Linked DNA regions of Drosophila melanogaster: region 1 is linked to region 2. Evidence: chromatin contacts called from public Hi-C data. All regions are on one chromosome and are shown on one strand. The core of a region is the stretch at or near the end of the contact, and the rest is flanking DNA. Distances in the headings are between cores, read along the strand shown. Region 1 holds the start of Mccc1 (Methylcrotonoyl-CoA carboxylase 1). Region 2 holds the start of Zmynd8 (Zinc finger MYND-type containing 8).

Region 1 (6,698 bases), core at 2,977-5,476, 120 kb before region 2:
CTGCCACGCCTGCAGACCTTGCATAATGACTTATTGGTGGAACGCCTCCACTGAATACAGTCGTGCAAGATGTTTAGGTGCAGAAAGACTTGAGCAAAGCTTGTACTTTCCATTAGCGAAACTTCCCACTGGTGCAAACGCGAGTCGCAGGCAAGTTTTAAAGCCTCCTGCTTGGGGTCCCACTTCTTCATGCCGTAGGGTTCCTTCAGAAACCGTTTTCCAATAGCCTGCTCCACTTGCAGAAGGGCCGAGGCCATGTTATGCACGGCGATAGGAATCGAGACGGCATTCGTATGCTGATCCTCCTCATCGTCGCTGTCTGGTAGGGGTTTTGTGTCTGCAGAAGCTGCCAAATACATGCCAGGATCGCGATATGGTTTCCTGGCATATTTACCTAATAGTGCGCCATCGTCCTCCTCGTGAGTTTCGTGGGATTCGTTGTCAGAACCAGCTTCATCTTCCAACTTGCCACCCGGGCCCCACTGCAACTTGCACTGAGCGTCGTAATTGCCTCCAAGCAAGTCACTTCGCCACTTTTCCATATCCTTAACTTTCAGGCGGCCGAGATCACCAGTGTAAATATCATTTTCAAATTGAATAATTCGATCCACTAAATGCAAGCGCATCACTTCGTTTAGATCGGTCCCATTCGGTAACCCAAAGTTTGCTTCTCCGTATTTACGGTTAGTTTCAGATTCCATCGCCGCCATAAACTTCTTGCGCATTGTTTCGTTTTCTAGACTTAGCAAGTCTACTGGGCAGGTCTTAGCATGCTGTTCGATTAAGGAACGCAGAACGGATAGCTCTTGAAGGAGTTCATATTCACGGAGACCATTGGGATTGAGAGCCTTAATTAATTCATCGATCTCCTCGGCTTTGTAAATATATGCCCAACGCTGCCGTTGCCCATTTCTTGAATCATGCACAATACAAGATCGTTTGTCACCACTGCACATCAAGAGCTCAAAATGAGTGGGAGCCTCTGGAGAATCAGATTCGACATCCATGGGTTCTGCACTGCCGTTAAGGCGATGCTCTTGGTTCTCCTTGTTCTCTAGAGAGTGCTTGGCCTTTTTCTTAGTTTTCTTTTCGTCGTCTCCGTAGAGTTTGAGTAGATATACCCTTAGGTCCTTGCGATTCTTTGGCAATGCAGACTGCTGACGAATTTCTATTTGGGACTTATTTGTTATTGGTTGCTCCAAACAAGTGTCAAGGCTGTCCGGCGAATGCTCGACAAAGATCCCAGGCATAGACTCCAAAACGTAATATTTCCTGTAGCACCTATCCATGCCCAAGTAAACCAAAAAATTGAAAAGCTGCGAATGCAACTTAAGCATCTGCAACTCGTGCTTGCGATGTTGCTGATCCGATTGGGCGTGTAGCTCGGCAATACTCTTCTTTAATTTCTCGACCAACGCTTCCCTCTTTTCAGGCTCAACGCCATTTACCTCCAGGTGGTGCATTTGCGTGAGTTTTTTCCTGTTTATCTCTACGGCGGCTAATCTCTTATTTTCCCCGACAACTAGAGCTCGTAGATCTTGCCTGGCCTTTGCTGTTTGCTCCATACGCTCCTCAATCAAGTTAATCGTGCCCGAGTATGTCATAATTTGGGACATCAGGCAGCGAATCAGGAGCATTATATCCTTAAACTTTAGCTGATATACGGAATGATTTTTGAGAATGCGCAGGATGTGCGAGTGTTCCAGACGTAGTTCCAGACCAGGGTCTTCTTTTGACGAGTAGCCATTCCGGTACATGACTCTCCAGCGCTCCGCCTTTTCATTTACAAAAGCTCCGGATCCAAGTAGATGCAGTCGTAGCACTTCACTGAGAGTCAGTGCATCTAATGGTAGTTCATTTACCTATTGGGAAAATAAAATTAGTTTAGATAACACACGTCGGCACAAACAAAGTATTGACCTTAAAGGAAAAGTGCCTCTTGGCGTAAAGGTGACTTTTGGCGGCCTGCGCCATACTCCAATAGGGCTCCTGAGTTTGTGCAGCCCGATCGAGGTAGGTCACTGCGCATTCCTCCTCCTCTTCTTTTTGCAGATCGAAAACAGTGCCAAGCAGAACGAGGAGGATGTCCGATAGTGGGCCCGCAATCTCACGAGCAGTCAGTGCACGTGTCATCTCGTAGAAACTGAGGTTCTGACGGAACACCTCGATGCCGGACAGCAATCCTGTGTAAGTGTGCATAAACTCGCGCATCATGAAGGCATCACCCAGGAGGTGCTCAGGCAGCAATGTGACGATCTGTCTGTAGCGGGGCAGGACTTTTTGGTCGGTTCTCTCCAGGTCGTCCGTCTTTTGAAGCAGTAAATTACATTCGTTTTCAACGCGTTCAATCAACTGTGCCTTCTTTTCCGCCTTTTGTTTTTCCAACTCAATAAGCTTGGCCTCTTTTTCTCGCTTAACCCGCTCCAATTCCTCTGCCAGAGATTTAGCATCAGACTTGGCCTTCGCCTTTGACTTTGCAGCCGTTGCTTCACCGGCGACAATATATTTGTTGAGAGTGGATTGCTTCTTGCCGTCAGGTTTTTTAATCTTAGCGGGAGAATAACGTGGCATTTTGCCAATGAAAATTGTGGAGAAGTTTACGCCAGGGTCCGTCACGTACTGCTTGTATGCCTCTGGCTTGGGTCGAAGAAGTCCATCCACCCGCGATACATTGCTCTTTATAAACATACTCAGGTTTTCCAGGTTAAACTCCATGCGCGAGCGACGTAATTGCCTAAAGGGCAGATCAAGCTCTGCACTGGGATCGCCCTTGTTTGGTCGTAGTCTGTAGACCAGGTTGTCCGTGTCCTCATAGATACCATTGAGTGGTTCCGGCATATTTTTGTCCAACTTGACACCCAACACCGTGTACGTGGCGTTCTTCTTAGCTTGCACCGACACCTCCTCGCCGATAAAGTAGCGCTTGCGCAGAAACTTGGCCACTATCATGTTCAAGGTGTTGACCGCCGACTGTTGGGCGTGCTCCACAACCAGAAGGACGGGTGCCCGAAGGCTCTGTTTGAACTGCTCCATCTTCTTGCGAGCCGCCCGCTCACTTTTGACCGCCTCCTCGTAGGTGAGGTTCTCCTTGCCGGTGGCCTCGCACTGCCACACCGTTGAGTTGATCACCATCACGTGCCGGAAGTAGTGTCTGGATAAATAAATTTAATCGATCAGCGTTTTAAGGTCAATTTATTTTGATATAATTGAAGCTTGTCAGAGTAAAACATATTTAGTATGTTTGCTATTTATTAAAATAGTTTCGCGCTACCCAGCCTCTTAAATAATTGCTGATCTTAAAAATATCTAGAAGGATCATATAAGTCGAATTGGGTCAACAAATTCCAAATTCAAGAGCGCGCGCTTTGGCACCAGGTGGCAACTCCGCGGCGAGCAGCTGTGCGGCGGCAGCTGTAATTTCTTCCCGCCACCGAACAGCGTTTTTTTCGCCTTTGGCCCACGAGACTCGCACACTTATGCACCCCTGCGAACACACACACACACACACTGAATGGTGATGTACGGTACATCGTGTGCAAATGCTTTTGCAGCGTCGCTTTTGTTGTATACTTTAGCGCAGCGTCCACCTAATGGCAGGAGAAGGGAAGGGGCAGTTGCAGGAATGGTAGCAGGATGCACTTACTCATAGTCGCGAAAAATGCGCTTAGTGATGTAGCAGCAGAAGACCTGGTCGTTGTCGTGGAATGTTTCGTTCTTGCCCTCCTTCTGATTCAGGTCGAATCCTTCCCGCTTGCAAATGGGCATGTTTGGTGTTTTCCTTTTGCTCTTGAATGTCCTTAAGTTTAAATGGCAGTCCTTCGAAGTGCACGTTTAACAGTTCACAATAAAAACAACCGCGGAGCAACTGATAAATTTTACAACGCCAAGCGACAAGCGCAAAAGGCGCCCAACTTTTCACGCCTTTCCGGAGGGGCTTTCGATGCAAACGGTTTTCCAGCGATACGCGCGTTGACTTCCGACGCAATTATACAAGCTGTCGGCGGGCGACACTTTTCCGACAATTTCTACTATGTTTGTGGCTGGCTTCCTCAACACCAACTACCTAAATCCGTTTATTTTATAGCGCACAATCTATTTTCACGCGCATATTTTGGGGCCTATCGCTCTTCGACGTTAAACTATCGGTTATCGAGTTTCTGCGAACAATGTTACCGAACTTCACGAGCGCAGAAAACCGTAAGGACGCGGTCGGATGGATGTCAACAGTTCGATAAATAGTCCAGAATAATATAACGGTAATATTTTTTATGGGTTGCAACTTAAAAAAAACACAATATACGTAATATCAATTTCCCTAAAAGATATTGATGATATATGATAATCCCCAAAAGATATATGAAACATTAATATTTTCAACCATGCATCTCGTGAGTCGCCCATCTCAATTGCGATCTTGTGCGTGTGCGTTTTTCCAGCTGTGATAAGCGACGATCGCACACTTGCTCTGAATAAAGTATATTTGTTATTTATTCTTACAATTAATTCTACTAATAATGTACGCCAGACTGCTGCGAAACTTCGGCGCAAACGCCAGGTGAGGGAAATGATCGGCAGTTCTTTGTTAAGGCCGCTAAATCAAAAGACTTAATTTCGTTCTTGACGATTACATAAACCTTGCTAATTTGTTTTGGCTTGACGCAGGTGCTTTGCAACAGAAGCCAGCCCAAAAGTTCGGCCTATCAGCAAGATCCTTATTTCAAATCGTGGTGAGATCGCATGCAGGGTGATTCGAACCGCACGCAAGCTGGGAGTTCGTACCGTGGCCGTGTTCTCGGATCCGGACGAGAAGAGCATGCACACGCAGTTGGCAGACGAGTCGTACCGCGTGGGGGAAGCTGCCTCCTCGGCTTCCTATCTTCGCGGTGAACGCATCCTGGACATAGCCAAGCGTTCGGGCGCCCAGGCCATCCACCCAGGCTACGGCTTCCTCTCCGAGTCCGTCGAGTTTGCCGAGTTGTGCCAGCGTGAGGGCATCATCTTCATGGGTCCGCCCAGTTCCGCCATCCGGGACATGGGGATTAAGAGCACCAGCAAGGCCATAATGGCCGCTGCTGGGGTGCCGATCATCAATGGATACCATGGCGATGATCAGTCAGATGAGTGTTTGCAGCGAGAAGCCGACAAAATTGGCTTTCCCTTGATGATTAAAGCCGTCCGCGGCGGCGGAGGCAAAGGCATGAGAATCGCAGAAAAACCGGACGACTTCCTCACCGCTCTGAACTCAGCTCGCACCGAGTCCGAGAAGTCGTTTGGCGACAGCTCTGTGCTTCTGGAGCGGTACGTCCGATCTCCACGCCACGTAGAGGTTCAAGTATTTGCGGATCAGTATGGTGATGCTGTCTATCTGTGGGAAAGAGATTGCTCCGTGCAAAGACGTCATCAAAAGATTATTGAAGAGGCGCCAGCTGTAAGTGCACAAGAGCTTCGGCTATTTTAAAAATAATGCTCATTTATACAACAGCCAGGTTTGTCGGAAGATTTGCGTCGTGAGCTGGGCGAGGCTGCTGTTCGTGCAGCGAAAGCTGTGGGCTACGTAGGAGCTGGCACCGTGGAGTTCATTCTAGACAAAGAAGATCTCTCTTTCCACTTCATGGAAATGAATACCCGCCTGCAGGTGGAGCATCCTATAACGGAAATGATTACGGGCACCGATTTGGTTGAATGGCAGATTCGCATTGCCGCCGGTGAGCCATTACCCCTGAAGCAATCTGAGATTACGCGGCGTGGCCACGCATTTGAAGCTCGCATTTATGCAGAAAATCCTCGCGGAGGCTTTCTGCCCGGAGCCGGACCCCTGCGATATTTGTCTACTCCCCAACCATCAAACAACGTTCGCGTGGAGACGGGTGTCCGAGAAGGAGATGAGGTGTCTGTGCACTACGACCCCATGATTGCCAAGCTAGTCGTTTGGGGCGAAAACCGCACACAAGCGCTTAACTCATTGGTTGCCCGCCTGGGTGAATATCATGTGAGAACATTAAAAATTTGTACCTTTAAGACATTTCCCTAAAGGTAAACCAATTTTAGATATCTGGTCTGGACACTAACATTAATTTCCTCATCGACCTTGCGTCGCATCCTGAGTTTCAGCTGGCCAATGTGCACACTGGCTTTATCGATGAGCAGTTCGATACTCTATTTCCGCCAATTATCATCAGTCCGCAGCAAGTCAGCCAAGCTGCTTTGGCGCTAGTCTTAAACGAGTTGCAGGCAGCCTTTAGGAACGGAAACAAAGATCAGGATCCATTTGTTGCCACCCCTAACGCTCGTCTGAATTACTCTTTGGTTCGCAGATATGACTTGAAAGCCAATGAGAAGGGTAAACCACATATATAAATTTAAAATCAAATTGGTAAGCTTATTTAATCTTTCAGTCTATTCTGTGGCTGTCAAGTTTGATGGCGAGGATATGCAAATTCAGGTGGATAATGGCGACTGGCAGGATGCAAAGGTCGAAAGAGTTCAGGATGGAAGTCGTCTAAAAATTCGTGCCAATATCAATAGCAACGTCACCACATATAATGCTAGTATTGATGGCACTAGTGTCTCTTTGTTTTCGGAAGTAAGAATCTACTTTTCAATTGATAACATTTTGTATTTTGTATTTAATTGATTCCCTTTTCCAGAGTGGCAAGGTCGATTTTGAGGTGGGACAGCCGAAATTCTTAAGTGCCCAG
Region 2 (7,340 bases), core at 2,941-5,440:
AATCGAATTGCACTCACCGCCGGCATCCAGGATGAGAGCGTTATGCTGTATCCATTTCACTTCGCTCAGAAACTCGTCTGTGCTTTGGTAGGCCCCATTGCGGATGCACTGCGCCAGGCTCTCGAAGCTCACCGGGTTCACAAAAAACTTTTTGTACGTCAACGGAAAAACCTCTAGCGGCGACCGTAGCTTATGTGCCTGCAGATTGAGATGGATGTGGAAAGGGTGCATAAGCGGCGGATCTGAATTCGTCGTGCGGCGAAGAGATCGTTTGTTCAACGAGCTTCTGTCGTTTGAGAACAAGTTTTCGCTTCTACCCAGATACGCCGATTGTATGTATAAGTATATGTATATGTATATCCATGTCAAGGCGGGGATGGGTACATGGGTCTTGCGGTAAAAGAGGGAACGGTGAGCTGAGCAAATATATATATTGCTGCTATCTGCTGTTCCTTGCACGTCTTCATGCCACTGGAGTATATGTACGCGGCCAAGGTCTTAAATGGCGGCCAAAGATAAACTACTGTGTACAGATGGGCTCAATGTAGTAGCAACACGGCATACACAAAAATAATATGACTATTCCACTTGACTAACATATTATACGCATAATATCGCTCCTTTGGTTCACTAGTTTCCCCCTCGGCTCATTTGTTGGGCCTGGCATAGTAAGATAGAATTGAACAGTCTATTTGCGTAGCTCAGACCATTAAACCGCATTATCGTGTACATGAGGCCCTCACGAACACAATCACAGCCATCCATTAGCCACACCAACAGGCCTTTGGCCATTGGAATCGACTGGCAGATAAGTGAGCGCAGAGAACCACGTGAGTCGTTAAACAGCCCCGACAAATGCCCACATCTGCGGTTGGAATGGAGCCATGCCGGATGTGCATATGTGGGGCTTTAGCTTCAAGGGTCAAGGGAGCACAAAGTAACTTGTAGCCCAAGAACACAATACCCCGGCAGACCAGCGAGACTTTCAGGTGTCTATCTGCTCGTCCACTGAACAAGAGAAAAACTGGGTCTTCAACAGTGGAAGCGAGTGGAGGCGGCAGAGAGCGCAAATATCACATCACCTATAGCCCATATTATTAGTAGCTGCGGGCGCAATAATAGCACAATTAATGTCACCCCTAAAATGCAATATCGATGAATATCTTTAGCTTGGTTGGAAATCTTTGACTTGATTTTAAGGTTTAAACATAGAAGTAACCAATGAGTTATCAGCAAGTATTGGAGCTGAAAACCACACATATGGTATACATGTACACATGTATATGTATCTGTTGAGGCACAATATTTTCGCGTGACTTTTGATACATACAGAACGGCGTGGAATGATAATGAAATCTCGACAAGGAACAAATTACAATACATACGGAGCCGATGGAATATAAAATTCGAATTCAGCACATTTACTCACCCCGCGCACATGCTTCATACGGTCCAGGGCGAAGGAAAGCAGCTGGCTTAGTAGATCCACCGAAACTCCATTGCGCCGCAGTCTAGAAACGCAAATGACCAATATATAAATAGGTTTCATTTATAAAGAAATGCCAAACAGTCACCTCTTGGGGGCCGCCTCTATAACCTGACACTCGGGGCACTTCCAGGAGGAGTCGAACTTGGTGGTGGCAGGTCGGACGCAGTAAGAGTGAAAGGATCGCAGGCACTTGGAGCACGGCATTAGCTTGCCGCACCCTCGGCACTTCCAGCAGAACGGGTCCCAGCCGGGCTGCAGGAGAGGATTGTAGGAAATCATTAATTTTTTATCTCTCCGCAAAGACTGGATTTCTCGATTTTCTTAAGCATAATTCTCAAAATAATTTCTACAAACTTTAGTCACCACTCACCGTAGGTGGCTCCTCATATATGAGAGCCAGCCGCTCGGCCGCCTCCTCCTCTGGGGTTTTGGCCGTGGTCGTCTTTGTGTCACTGGCATCCGAGAAGAGCGAGCTTTCGCCTTCGCCGGATGTGTTCAACGCCAGTTCCGATTCCCGGTCATCGTGGATTATGCGATCAAGAAAAGCATTATGCTTCTTCGCGAATTCCTCGTTCTCGCTGCGTAGGTTGCTGCGTCGGGGACCCTTATCATCATTGCTCCAACTGTTGCTCAAGGATAGAGTTTTGCTTCGTGACCGACAGCGGGTGGCCATTGAGTATGCGGGAACGATGTTTCTGTCCTCCGCATTTAGATTTGCCAGCCGCTCGCCATCTTCAAAGGCCATCGATCGTCCTCTCGGCCTGCAGGTCGTTACGCCCCAGGCGATGTCCTCGTCCTGCCAGTCGTCATCTGAGTCGAGGATGGGGGCTGGAATGCTGCTGCTCCGCTTAAGGGCAACCTTTAGAGATTTGTTTTCGTTTTCGGAGGAGGTATTTAAGCTGCGGGACAGCTCTCCACCTACTGCCTGAGTGGCGAGATTCCCGGGCACATATCGCGACTTTCGACTCTTCAGCTTGGACACCCCAGTCACAAAGTTGCTGAGGACCTCGGATTCGATGTGTGAGCGCTGCAGAGCAACCATTTCCTTGGCTACTTTGCCTTTGTTGTTTGGCGTGGAGGACTTAGCCTGATGCTGTTGTGGCTGCACCTTCGTCAACTTCATGGTAAGCGAGGAGCCCACGTTGATGTTCGAGGGACTCGAACTGGATGAGTTACTGCTGCAGTTGGCCGACCCAGGCGGAGCACTGACAATATACTTTTGACGCTTGCTGGGCATGATGACCGGCTCCATCTCGACGTGGCCATCCAGCGAGGAGCTCTGCAACTGCGGCTGTGGGCTGCCGATGGCGGAGAGGGCCTCAAAGTCCGGCCGGGGAATGGATTTTAAGCTATCCCCACTGCTGTCGCTGCTGTCCGTGCTTTCCATGCTCTGTGCGAAAGACTGAAAATGATACATTTATGGAACAGTCTGGCAATTGAGAAATCTAAATAATTGTTTGATGTTTTGCCTCTTAACTTATTTTTAGTTTTTTTCTTTCAATATTCGTGAGGTTGACTATAGCTATTTAATTGATAATGCTGCTCTATAAATAAATTTTAGGAATCCATATGTACAATATTGGGTTTTTAATATTACAATCAAACAGAACACTTGAAACTCTTTATTAGCTATAATGTCAACGAATCCCCCTCATGTCCTCCGACACAACAAATTTAATTTTGAGTAATAAGCTAGAGAGGACATCACAGTCGAGCAAAACCACAATTCTATACTTAGATGCAAGATACCTCTCGTTTTACGCGCAGGCGGATCGAATCAATTCGACTAGTGATCCTGTCATAACGAATACACAAATCTAGTTGCTTTCGGACCACCCTCTCTTCTACATGTAACACACTTGTGAATGGATGAAGTGTTTGCTCTTACTCTTCGAGTAATAGAAATTGCAGTGTGGAGGTGAGGGCACACAGTATGGTATAAGACCTTCAATTTCGTTAACAAGTACATATTTTAGCAATAAAATCAGAGACTTGGAAACCGCAAATACGATATGCTAAACCGTATCAGCCCGACTCGCCGAAGTGTGCCGAGTGTGACGAATTCGCCAAATGGGAATGTGTAAATGCAAAGTGTCACGGAATCGTGCGTGTTGTGTTTGCCGTTCTTTTTTGCGTCACCAGCGCAACTTCAGCGAGTGCTTGCGGCGTGTGCTCCGCGCTTCCTACTTATTTGCATCTGTGTTCGCTTCGCAAATTTTACGCACCTGCGATGTTCACGTTAGGAAGCCTCACTGTTACCACTCTCCCCTGGTGATTTGAAAGTGGGAACCATAACTGAGCGATTTATTTCGGTCCGATCTGTTTCTGGGCGAGATTCCTCTGTCGCATCTGCAAGAAATGTGTCCACGATGAATTTAGTGTTTTCAGTGTGTTGTGCTGCATGACCAGGTTTGCTGGTGCGGAAGTTAGAAGGGGAGGGGGAAGAGTGATACGCGGAAAGCGTTTCCTTCTGCCTGGCTCTTACCAATTTCTCAGGGCTGTGTGCGAAAATCGCAGATTTGACTGGACGCCTTTCAGATCGCTGTCTCCAAACGCCGGTTTTCGAGCCTTCTACGTACGGCGATTGTCCGACGATCGGCGCCCTCAATTGATGTAACGCAGCGCCTTCCTAGTTTAATTAATGGTTTTGTTGTATTTTATTTTTTCCCGAAGTAACAGTGCTGCCAGATGACAACAGTCCCGATGGCTATCGAGCTATCGTTGTAGGAAGATTAATCGAATAAGGGTTTTCGATACATTGATAGATGAGCTGATTCAGAACGACCACTTTCGATTGTGCATTGGCGCGCGTTTTAAATATTTAAGTCATTATCAACGAATCGAATTCATTTGAATTTTGAATCTGCATTACTAGGCAAGCTAAATTTTTACAATGAAGAACTAAATTAATGGTGCCCCTTTCAATACTCACGGGCACAGTTGGCAACGCTGGCTGGGGCGAATACTCGCTAAGCGAACTAGTTGGCAATATTGGTCGAGGGAAACTTTGCTTTTCAAAAGTAAAGTTTGATGAGTTCATAAAGTTTTCAATATGTATATACCATCATATTGGGTGTTATCGCATTATTATGTTTTCGAAATTCATGAGCAGACAAAGATTACTTAAGGACTTCCAATAATACACACAGTGACAGAATCCAAACAACAAGGCTAATGGCTTACCGCTTACATTTTGCCCTTTAAATGCCCAATAAATTCAGAACATTAATCATGAATTAATCAATGCAAAAATTAAATGAGTTTAAATAAAGGATTACATTTAATATACGGCCACGAGGGCCGTAAAATTTACTACTAGTCAGGGATTAGATTGGAAAGCACTAGGCCATAAAAGTAAATCAGCCACATGGTGGGACTGGGTCATGCATCATAATTTCAGGTAATTAAGTTCGGTTTTATGCGATGATCTGCTCTAATTTGGCTTTGCAAAATAATGAGCCAAATAATGACCAGAAATGCAAAAGCATTTACATGAATTTATAATGGAGCGAATAACCTTGAAAGTTCCATAAATCATTGGGCAGCTTCACGAAAAATCTTCTACGGCAATTCGAGGAGTTTAATTAAAATTAAAAGGCTGCGCCAACGAGACCAGCGCTCTGGACCCTGGACATTCTCCGGCACCACTTCTCGACTGGATATAGCCCTGCTGGCAGGTAAACAAGTTATGAATCCCATTACATAAACCATTTCCCAGGCTGACAATACCAAGCGATGTGTCTGGTGTGGGGGGAGTGAGCCGTAGCCCAAGGACCACGACCCCACAACGGTTGAACTTCTACAAACGGTTTTCATATATTCATGGCAAATTATAATGCTGCGAGAGTATAAAATGCGACGAAGAAAGACAAAAGTTGCCCCATTCATAAGGGTCACACTCGGGCAGGCACGGCCTCCAACCACCTACCTACCTGCCACCCACTGAGCCACCCACCCACCGACCGGCCACCTGTAATATGGACCCCATACCCTCTGATGGCTTCCAAAATAGCGACAATGTCGGGCTGCTGCTGGCCACGTGTAAACATGCATCTCCATATATCAATAAATTGAGATTACTTACATAATTTGTATTCCAAAATCCAAAAACTGTTAAAAAAGTTGCCTTGGCCCCTTTTTCATACGATTGGCTATGTGTGTGTGTGTGTGTGTGTGTGTGTGTGTGCAGTACACGAGTACATTGTGGAAAAAGTTTTTCTTTTCGAGTGAGAGTGGCTGGGGAGTTTTCCTCGGGGAGCAATTCGGTTAATATTCCGAACATAAATTTGCAAAGGAACCACTTTAATCAATGGCCAGGTAGGGGCGTCCGTTCAAGGGATAGGTGAGGCACATGGTGTGTATATGGATATGTATACGGCGCAGGGATCAAAGGACGAGCCCATCCCCGAACCTCCCCGCCCCGCTGTTGGCTCCTTTTCGAGGTGCAATGTACCATTTAGCGGCGGTATTGATTTGCCTGAGAAGATCAGAACAATGGGCTGCGATTTTTCCGGCTCATTCGCAACTGATTTTGGAGGCGGAGATGCAAATATCTGGTTGGCTTCACCCAGAAGATTCAAAAGGGCTCGCTTTCGGGTAACGTTTAATTATGCTTACTTTAAACAATAACTAAAAGCGGTTGGTACCTTGCCCCTCTCCAATTTATTTAATAATAGAAATTCGCTAACCATCGCCAGCTTCAGGCATAAATTGCAGAGTACTCCGGCTAGCCATGGGGGTTCGGATCCGGGACTCCATTCCGGACATTGTTTGTTTTTCTGGCGGAAAGAAGATGGAACAGTAAGTGGGACAGAGGCAGGGGTCCGGGTAACCGGCGATGCGTCCCATTCATAACCCATATTCAATTTCGTTTTGCAGCTCCGGCGCCGCAGGCGGCAGTTCTCGGATTCCACTGCCAGTGCATCCTCATGGTCGACGGCTTAGCCAACTTGCATAATCACTGGCATGGACTGTGAATTTATAGAAAGCTTTGCGGGCACCTGAGTCACGAGCCCGTGCCCAGTGGCCCTCTGCCCCAGCCACGCCCACTGGAATGCCCACTCAAACGCCCACTTGAACGCCCACTCCCACTCGATCGCCCACTCCCAATCTACTGACCAATTATTGAGCCGTTGCCAAATGCAAGGCATAAAATGAGCGCACATATTGCCGGGACGGGCAGCGTGGGGAATCGGATTGCAAGGAGCCGGAACGGAACGAAACGGATCCGAAAGTGGAAGAAAGGTGCGGGGCGGCTGCTGGAGTTGGCATTAGTTTTGGTGGAGGACCTGGAGGAGGATGCTTGTGGCAGCGGCGCAAAAACAAGAGCAATAACTGTTTGGCAAACAGATTTATTTTTGTTTCTAAATCCTCAGGAGCGGAGTTTGTGTTTTGCGGATTTCAATGTTCAGCTGCCAATGCATTTTCAAATGAATCCGACTACTCTGATATTCTTACTATGATGTTATTACTAATTATATGTACAAATTAAATATACTGGACAAATATTCCGGTTAGAAAAAGATTAACAAGTATATTATTCCATCAATCTATTTTACCACAAAAATTCCCAACATGATGCGCCAACTGTGGTTGCTTCCCCCGAGCAATCTAATTCCTAAATGTTCAGAGATTCATTCGAGCCAAACTCAATTATCCATTTAGGGACAGCACAAGCAAGGCCCGCTCCTGGCCAACCCTTTGGGTCCTCGCCCACGGCCCGCACAAATATTGGTTTCCAACTTTCATTGCCACTGCGGTGTGGCGTCTGCGAAGCCCGGTCAAAAGCAGAAAAGGCCTCTCCCTCCGGCTGCTACAGGCTGTTTGCTCCTGGCTCCTGGCTCGTGGCTCC

What was found. A called contact is a pair of places that touch in the nucleus more often than the background predicts.
Region 1: a Hi-C map of the OSC cell line shows a contact between it and region 2, with 3 times the contacts expected there. The contact joins the promoter of Mccc1 here to the promoter of Zmynd8 in region 2. A contact is called at or near these places in 16 of 107 Hi-C or Micro-C datasets (the Clone 8 cell line, the D17-c3 cell line, the Kc167 cell line and 9 more).

What each region holds. Positions count from the first base shown.
Region 1 is chr3R:31,791,435-31,798,132 of dm6, reverse strand. It overlaps Mccc1 (Methylcrotonoyl-CoA carboxylase 1), which reads left to right and starts at 4,226. Exons shown (of 7, transcript NM_001260462.2): 1 at 4,226-4,555; 2 at 4,663-5,428; 3 at 5,483-5,989; 4 at 6,049-6,340; 5 at 6,396-6,583; 6 at 6,648-6,698. The coding sequence starts at 4,515. Acf (ATP-dependent chromatin assembly factor large subunit) reads right to left here and starts at 4,152. Exons shown (of 6, transcript NM_080486.3): 1 at 3,644-4,152; 2 at 1,921-3,151; 3 at 1-1,862. The coding sequence starts at 3,765.
Region 2 is chr3R:31,666,315-31,673,654 of dm6, reverse strand. Zmynd8 (Zinc finger MYND-type containing 8) reads right to left here and starts at 4,190. Exons shown (of 10, transcript NM_170563.2): 1 at 3,975-4,190; 2 at 3,715-3,838; 3 at 1,860-2,879; 4 at 1,575-1,741; 5 at 1,430-1,511; 6 at 18-198. The coding sequence starts at 2,876.